2 separate regions of the Sus scrofa genome follow, and region 2 is linked to region 1. A link is a contact called in public Hi-C data. All regions are on one chromosome and are shown on one strand. The core of a region is the stretch at or near the end of the contact, and the rest is flanking DNA. Distances in the headings are between cores, read along the strand shown. Region 1 holds the start of PPP1R14A (protein phosphatase 1 regulatory inhibitor subunit 14A). Region 2 holds the start of C6H19orf33 (immortalization up-regulated protein).

Region 1 (3,823 bases), core at 216-2,715:
GGCGTGTGACTCTAGCTTAGCATGTTTGTCTCATCATCATGTGTCGCTGTGGGATATGTTGATCAGTAAGTGACCACAACTTGTGTCCTTGAGTGTCCGGCTGGCTCTAGCGCCGTCTGAGGGTGAGCTCATAGGATCCCACCGACCACTAGCAACTGTCCGCCTGCGTGAGCTCATGTGTCTGAGAACAGGGGCCCTCGGGTCACTGCGAGGGGCCACGGCTTCTCCCACCTTTGTGCTGGGCTGAGGAGGCTCTGTCATCTCACATGTCTGTGTCCGCTTCCTCTGACTCTCATGGGTGGTACAAAGTGTGACTTCAAGCGGAGACAAGTGAAATGTGTCTGTCTGGACCCCCTGAGACAGCACAGGAGGCTGCAGCTTATGCCCTATGTGTCCACAGGCAATTGCAGCTTCTGCCATTGTGCGTCCACAGGTGCCCATAGCCTACGCGGTTTTCTGTCTGGGTGTAGCTATAATTCCTGTTATTTGATGTCTGCGTGTGGCTGCAGCATCTGTCATTGCCTTTGCATGTTTTTTGCTTTTAGGAGATAATGGATGGTCGTTACTTGAATCACTGAGTGTCGGGGTAGCTGTTGTAGCTTGCACTGCTTGCAAGGCTCTACAGATTGCGCTGTGTGTGTCTATGAACAGCTGTAAGTGGAGTCCTTTTGTGTGGGCGTAGTTGTGTTGTATCTGTATAGGGCACTGTGGCCTGTGCTGTTGTGACCAGGAGAGCCTGTGGCTGTAGCATGGGTTGATCTGTCCCACAGCCGGTGTCCCTGACAGTCTGTGCATGGCTGTTGCTTCTGTCACTGGGTCTGTGAGTGGCCATAGCTTGTCACTGTGCAGGTCTGTGAATGCTGATGTTTCCTTGGCTGTGCGGTTCCCTGCGGTTGTATCTCCGGTCACCATGTCTATGTTTGGCTTTAAGACATCCTCCTCCCCCCACCTTTTCTTCCAGATATGGCCACTCTGGCTCCCCAAGTTGGCCTCCTAACCTCCCATATGCTAAAGCCCTGGTCCTCCCCTGTGTTTTTACCCAAGTGTGAGCACAAGCAGAGTGCCAGGGAGGGTGGACGGCGGGGGCCCATGTGTCGCGGGGCCAGCGTTCTCCCCTGGCAAGGAGGCTGCGCATGCACCAGCGAGCTCAAGCAATGAGAGACCCCCAAGGCGCAGGGGGGCAGGGCCCGGGCTCCGTCGGTCTAGGACGCCCCCTGCGCCCCCCACCCCTCCCCGCCTCACCCTGCCACGGTACAGCTCCTCCAAGCGCCAGTCGATCCACTTCTCCACGTCCAGCCGCCGCTGCAGCTCCCGCCGATCGTACTTGACGGTGACACGCGCGTGTCGCTTCTGCAGCCCCCCGGGGCTGCCCCCCGGCCCCCGGGCCCGCGACGGAGACTGCAGCTTGCTCAGCACCCGCTTGCCCAGCCGCTGAGCTGCCATCGCGGTCCTGGCCCCGGCCCCGGCGCCGCGCTGTGCGCTTTCGCCTCTCACCCAGGGGGCCTCTTACGGGCCGGGGCGGGGCTGGCCGGGGGCGGGGGCTCGGGCTCGCCGGGGGGCCGGCCACGCCCCGGCCGCCCGGGCCTCAGTTTCCCCGCCTGCTGCGCGAGGACCGGCCGCCGCGTGGGCGTGAAGCCCGCGGCTGGGCCTGGCTCAGGTAGGGGCCGGGGCCGAGAGCCCCAGGCCGGGGCCGGGCGGCTGGGGCTCCCGGGGCCTGGATCCCGGGGGGCGGGTCCCGGGACGGTTCTCCGGGACCTGGCCTGTTTGCTCCCTCTGGCGGTTGCAAGGGACATGACAGGAGCCCCCTGTGAACAAACCCTTCCACAGGGAAGGTCAAACCACAGTCTTCGAAGCACATCCTTTCTTTCATTTACCCACAATCCAAGCGTCCATTCGTTCACATGCACTCACTGTATTCAAGAAATACTCAGTTGACATCATGACATTGGGGTGTTAGTCCCTCTCTCTTTTTCTCCTTCATATTAGACGCCTCACACCAGATAGCATCCAATGGTCCTCTCTCCCTCTGGCCACCACCAGGCTCCCCGGCCCCCACTCTCCTAGGCACTGGGGACAGAGCAGGGAACAAAACACACAAGCCCAGTCCTCACAGGGGTGACGCTCTTGTGGTGGAGGCGGGCGGCAACGTAATAAGTAAGTACAGTGCATTGTACATTTATTAGAATATAAGTTGTATGGAGAACCATGGAGAATAAAATGAGAAATGGAGTGAGGGTGAGGGTGGGGTTTTAGGGAGGGGAGAGGGTGACCAGAGAAGTCCCTTACCTCACAAGTCTTCCCACTTCTGATGGAAAGCAGCAAGAATAACACTGCAAAACTTAAATAAAACTTAAATTTGGCCATGTCCTTTCGCTGCTGAAGACGATTTATAATGAGGCAGTGGCTTCTTACATGACACATAAAGCACAAACGATAAAAGAAAAAAAAGATAAGTTGGATACCATCAAAATTTAAAAATTTGTGTTTCAAAGGATATCAAGAAATTGAAAAGGAGTTCCCACCATGACACAGTTGGTTAAGAATCTGACTGCAGGAGTTCCCCTTGTGGCTCAGTGGTAACGAACCTGACTAGTATCCATGAGGACCTGGGTTTGACCCCTGCCCTGCTCAGTGGGTTAAGGATCTGGCGTGGCTGTGCGCTGTGGTGCAGGCCACAGATGCAGCTCTGACCTGTCGTTGCTGTGGCATAGGCTGCAGCTGCAGTTCTAATGTGATCCCTAGGCTCCGAATAGCCCTATGCCGCGGCTGAAGCCCTAAAAAAAAAACACAACTGCAGTGGTTTGGATGCTGCAGAAGTGTGGGTTTGATCGCCTGCCGGTGCAGTGGGTTAAAGGATCCAGTATTGCTGTAGGTCACAGCTGCTTCTCTGGCCTGGGCACTTCCACATGCCACAGACATGGCCAAAAAAAAAAAAAAAAAAGAGTAAGAGATTTCTTTTGAGGTCAATGAAATTTTCTAAAATCAATTGTGATGGTAGTTGCATAACTCTATGAATATACCAAAAACTACTGAAGTGTACTTTTTTTTTTTTTTTTGTCTTTTCTAGGGCCGCTCCTGCGGCATATGGAGGTTCCCAGGCTAGGGGTCTAATCAGAGCTGTAGCTGCCAGCCTATGCCAGAGCCATAGCAACTCAGGATCCAAGCCGTGTCTGCTACCTATACCACAGCTCACGGCAACGCCGGATCCTTAACCCACTGAGCAAGGCCAGGGATCGAGCCTCAACCTCATGGTTTCTAATCAGATTCGTTAACCACTGTGCCACAACGGGAACTCCTTGAATTGTAGGTTTTAAAGGCGTGAAATGTATGGCCTGTGAGTTATGTCTCAATAAACCTGTCATATTAACAGAAAAAAACTTCTCCATGGATCCCCATTGTTCAGTGGGGGGGCAATCAAAGTCTGCCAGACACAGTCCCATCCACACACTTTTGCACTAGCTGTTCCTCTGTCAGGAAAGCTCTTCCCACAATGATGTCACCAGGGCTCACTGCTGCACCCCCTCAAATGTCACCTGTGCAGTGAGGTCTTCTCTGATCACACTATGTCATATTGCAATTCCCATGCCCCTTACCTGGCTCTGTGTTTTATTCATAATACTCACTGCCTTTAAAAAAAAAAAATTCTTAAGGTTACCTCTGTGGCCTATGGAAATTCCCAGGCTAGGGGTTGAATCAGACCTGCTGCCAGGGGTCCAACCCATGTTCTCGTGGATACTAATCGTGTTTGATGCTGCTGAGCCATGACGGGAACTCTGACACTTACCCTTTTTGAGTTTGAGGCTTCTCAGCTGTAAATGGAGAT
Region 2 (3,697 bases), core at 82-2,581, 49 kb after region 1:
GGAACTCTTAGTTTCCAGCTTTTTCTAACATACAGTACATTTTGCCTTATTCCCCCTTGTGAATAATGTCAATTCCCCAAGGCTGGAATTTTTGCTGGCTTTGCTCACCCCTGTACCCCCAGCACTTAAGCAGTGCTGGACACATAGTAGGTGCTCCATAAATATACGCTGAAGATATAAGTGCGAAGAAAGATAACTTCAGAGGGTGGTAAACAAGGCTATCTATGCCACCATTAAGCAGGGGAAAGGGGACACAGTGACGAGGCTCTGTGGAGCCAGGAGTCAGGGAAGTCTTTTCTAATGAGCAGACTTTGGAGGAGAGACCTGAATGCACAAGACTGATTATGGCATGTTTGTCACATCCCCAGACCTCTGCCACCTGCTCCTGCAGGTATGGGCAGCCAGTTCGGTGGCGGGGCTGGGGCTGGAGAGGGATCCACAAGGACCCTAGTCTCACAACAATGGGAACAGATGACACAGGCCTCTCATTTCCTCCCTGACCTTGACCAGGGACCAGTCCACTGTGAGGAAGCGAGGCTGGGCTTGCCTGGCTGCCACTTCTGCAGAGGGCCCCCAGGGTGAGACAAAGGGACCATGTACAGCCTTGGACTTGAGCTACCCTGCCTTAAGTCTCAGTTCTAGCCTGTTCATTGCTACTTTTGCCTCTAGAGCATCCTATTAACTGTTTGGTTCCTCAGTTTTCTCATCTGTAAAATACCTATCCTTTTATTTAAAAACCAAACATTTTATAAACACTTACTCCTGGAGTTCCCGTCGCGGCTCAGTGGTTAACGAATCCGACTAGGAACCATGAGGGTGCAGGTTTGATCTCTGGCCTTGCTCAGTGGGTTAAGGATCTGGTGTTGCTGTGAGTTGTGTAGGTCACAAATGAGGCTCAGATCTCGTGTTGCTGTGGCTCTGGTGTAGGCTGGCGGCTACAGCTCTGATTGGACCCCTAGCCTGGGAACCTCCATATGCCACAGGAGCGACCCAAGAAATGGCAAAAAGCCAAAAAAAAACACTTACTCCTTATAAGTAACTGAGCAAGCATGGTTCTAGAAAACTAATCTGTTTGATTCTTACATCAACCCCAGGCAGTAGCTGTCATTTACACACGAGGAAACTGAGGTACAGAGAGGTAACTTTCCCCAGATCACTCTGCTACGAAGTAATTCACAGGGGCTTCAAATCAGCAGACTGGTACCATTCTTCCTGCTCTTCAGGCCTTCAGACACTGCTTCTCTCCAAGCCAGAGGCATTGTTAGAGTTAACATTCCTGAAGCCCTTGAAACAGGGCCAGGCACTAAGTACACAAGGAGGGAACATATTATTGTCCTGGTGCAGAGGGCGCGGGAGGCACCCTCCCTCTCATTTCTTCAAAAGAAAGCATCTGACCCTTTTAGGGGAAGAGGCTGTAACAGCTCTGGCACCTTCCACCCCGCTTAGAAATCCACAACTGCCCACACATTCCTCCCCCAACCCCACCCACACAGCCCCACTCACTTGCCAAGGCTCACTGGCTGGGGGGGCACATCGCCGCTAACTGTCCACCCTCCCCATTTCCCAGAGGGGCCAGCAGGGCGGCGCTGGGGAGGGGCCGTGAGTCAGGGATAAGGACTCCGAACAAAGGTCGGGTAGGGCTCCTCAGAACTCCCGGGCAGCCCCACGGCCCCTCCCCAAGGCCCGCCCCCTACTCTCCGGTTACAGCTCGCGCCCTCCGGCCCCGAAGACACACCTGCTCTCGGCACCATGGAGTTCGACCTGTCGGCAGGTGCGCTCCGGAGGAGGCGGACGCTCGACCGGCAGGGCGCCAGACTCACACCCCGCGCAGGCGCCAACCCACCCGGTTTCTCTTCTCTCTGCAGCCGTGGAGTCCCCCTCCAAAAAGCCCCATGTGGGAGACCCCAAGCACAGCCCCAACAAAGTTCAGGGCGGGTCAGCTGATAACCTGAAGGTAAGTCACCTCCCGACCAGGCACCCCCTCGTCCCCGGGGGAGGTTGCTTTTGACCCCAGGGCCTTGCTACTTGGGCGGGGGTCGGGCGGCGGGCGGCGAGCGGCGAGAGCTGGGAAAGGGACCTTCAGTCTCACTGTCCTGCCTCCAACTAGCATCACCATGGCCATGGCCATGGCCGCTCCTCAGATTCCAGCAGCAGCAGCAGCAGCAGCTCCAGCGACTCGGAAAACGAGGCGAAGGTAAGAGGCTTCCCCCTTCTCAAGCGGGTGCCGGGCGCCCCGAGCGAGGGCGGAGTCCCAGCCCGGAACTCGGGCAGCTGTCTCACCCGCGGAACCTTCTCTCCTCTCCCACCCGCGCCGCCCTCGACCCCGCAGCCCGGCGCCGCCGGCTCACAGCAGCACAAAAGCGCCTCGGACAAGGTCAAGAAGCCCAAGGTGAAAAAGGAGAAGAAGAAGAAGGAGGACGAGAAGAAAAAGCCTTCCCACTGACGGGCCTGGGCGGGGTTCATTAAACCCTTTTTCGGCCTCCGGGTGGCCTTCTGGTTCCGAGGCGCCTGGAACTGTCCCCGCCCCGCCCGTCCCCTTCCCCTTCCCGGGCCGGGCCTGCCCCCTGCCGGCCACCGCGTGCCAAGGAGAGGCTGCCCACGCCGTGCCCATCACGGTTTATTGTTTCCGGAACAGTGGCCGCCCTGCTGGGGGCGGCCTGTGCAGCTGGAAATCTCAGCACCTCGGCGGGGTGGGTGGGGGGAGGGAGGGTCTCGGGCTACCGGGCGGACCCTGTGGCCGGCTGGGGGCCGGGAGATGAGTGGCGGCAGCGCGGAGGCCGCCGGAAGCAGCAGCTGGAGGCGTCGCGGGCCGCCTTCACCGCACCAGGTGGAAGGTGAGCCAGTACATGAGCAGGGGCTGTGCCGCGGCCACGGCCATGGTCAGGTACATGCGCAACTGGTTCCGCGCCCCGCGGACCGGGATGCCCTCGGCCGCGGCCTCGGCCAGGATCTTCAGCCGCAGCGTCCGGATCTGGGTGGGGAGGAGGTTCGCTCTTGAGCCCGGCCATCCTTCCAGAGTCCAGTTTCTCTGCCCCTCCCTAGAGCGGCTGGGCTCAAGTCTCTGCTCCGGGAAAGCCTTGGTTTCCCCCCAAGTCGCCTAACACCTGGTGAAGACCTGCCCCTCCCCAGGCCTTGGGAGAAAAGTGTGAGGGATCCCAACTCAAATGCCAGACGACGCCCCCAAGCGAGCGCGGTCGGAACTTCACCGGGAATACCTGGCTCGCGGGATGGCCAGGCTTGGCCCTGCCACCTGCTTGTGTTGACCTCTGACAATTTTTTAAACACAAGCCACAGGTGTCTTTTTTTTTTTTTTTCCCACTCCCCGCTAAACTTTTAAATAACGCCATCTACGCTGAAGTTTATCTCAGGGGCAGATCCATATGGCCCCCCAGCCACTAGTTTTTGCTCTCTGCTTCTCACACTTGCCCACGCTGAATCCTCTCAGTGCCCTGAGGGGCAGTGATCCTCACCCCCCCTTTTACAAAAGGGGAAACCGATTTGAAGAGAGGAAGTGATCTGCCCAGGATCCAGCGAAGCTTAGGGTCAAACCCTAAGCTTCCAGGGCTCTTAACCAGTCCAGCTGGAAGGCCTCTCAGAGAAGCTCAGAGGAGGCTACTGAACCCCCTTTCCGCAAAGGAAATTACGGTAGGGAAGCCCACCAGGCAAGGAAGGTGGAGTGAGGGTGAGAGCCCACTCT

What was found. Hi-C and Micro-C count contacts between places; a contact is called where the count stands out from the background.
Region 2: a Hi-C map of alveolar macrophages shows a contact between it and region 1, with 4 times the contacts expected there. The contact joins the promoter of C6H19orf33 here to the promoter of PPP1R14A in region 1. A contact is called at or near these places in 3 of 5 promoter capture datasets (fetal skeletal muscle, liver and skeletal muscle), 27 of 47 Hi-C or Micro-C datasets (adipose tissue, alveolar macrophages, blood and 15 more) and 2 of 2 datasets of contacts at active chromatin or transcription factors (alveolar macrophages and skeletal muscle).

What each region holds. Positions count from the first base shown.
Region 1 is chr6:47,172,592-47,176,414 of Sscrofa11.1, forward strand. PPP1R14A (protein phosphatase 1 regulatory inhibitor subunit 14A) reads right to left here and starts at 1,466. Exons shown (of 4, transcript NM_214337.1): 1 at 1,243-1,466. The coding sequence starts at 1,443.
Region 2 is chr6:47,221,746-47,225,442 of Sscrofa11.1, forward strand. C6H19orf33 (immortalization up-regulated protein) reads left to right here and starts at 1,332. Exons shown (of 4, transcript XM_003127107.4): 1 at 1,332-1,771; 2 at 1,866-1,954; 3 at 2,108-2,194; 4 at 2,330-2,485. The coding sequence starts at 1,750. The coding sequence ends at 2,443. LOC102167359 (a long non-coding RNA gene) reads right to left here and starts at 2,112. Exons shown (of 5, transcript XR_303838.3): 1 at 1,736-2,112. YIF1B (Yip1 interacting factor homolog B, membrane trafficking protein) reads right to left here. Exons shown (of 8, transcript NM_001245006.1): 8 at 2,600-2,971. The coding sequence ends at 2,816.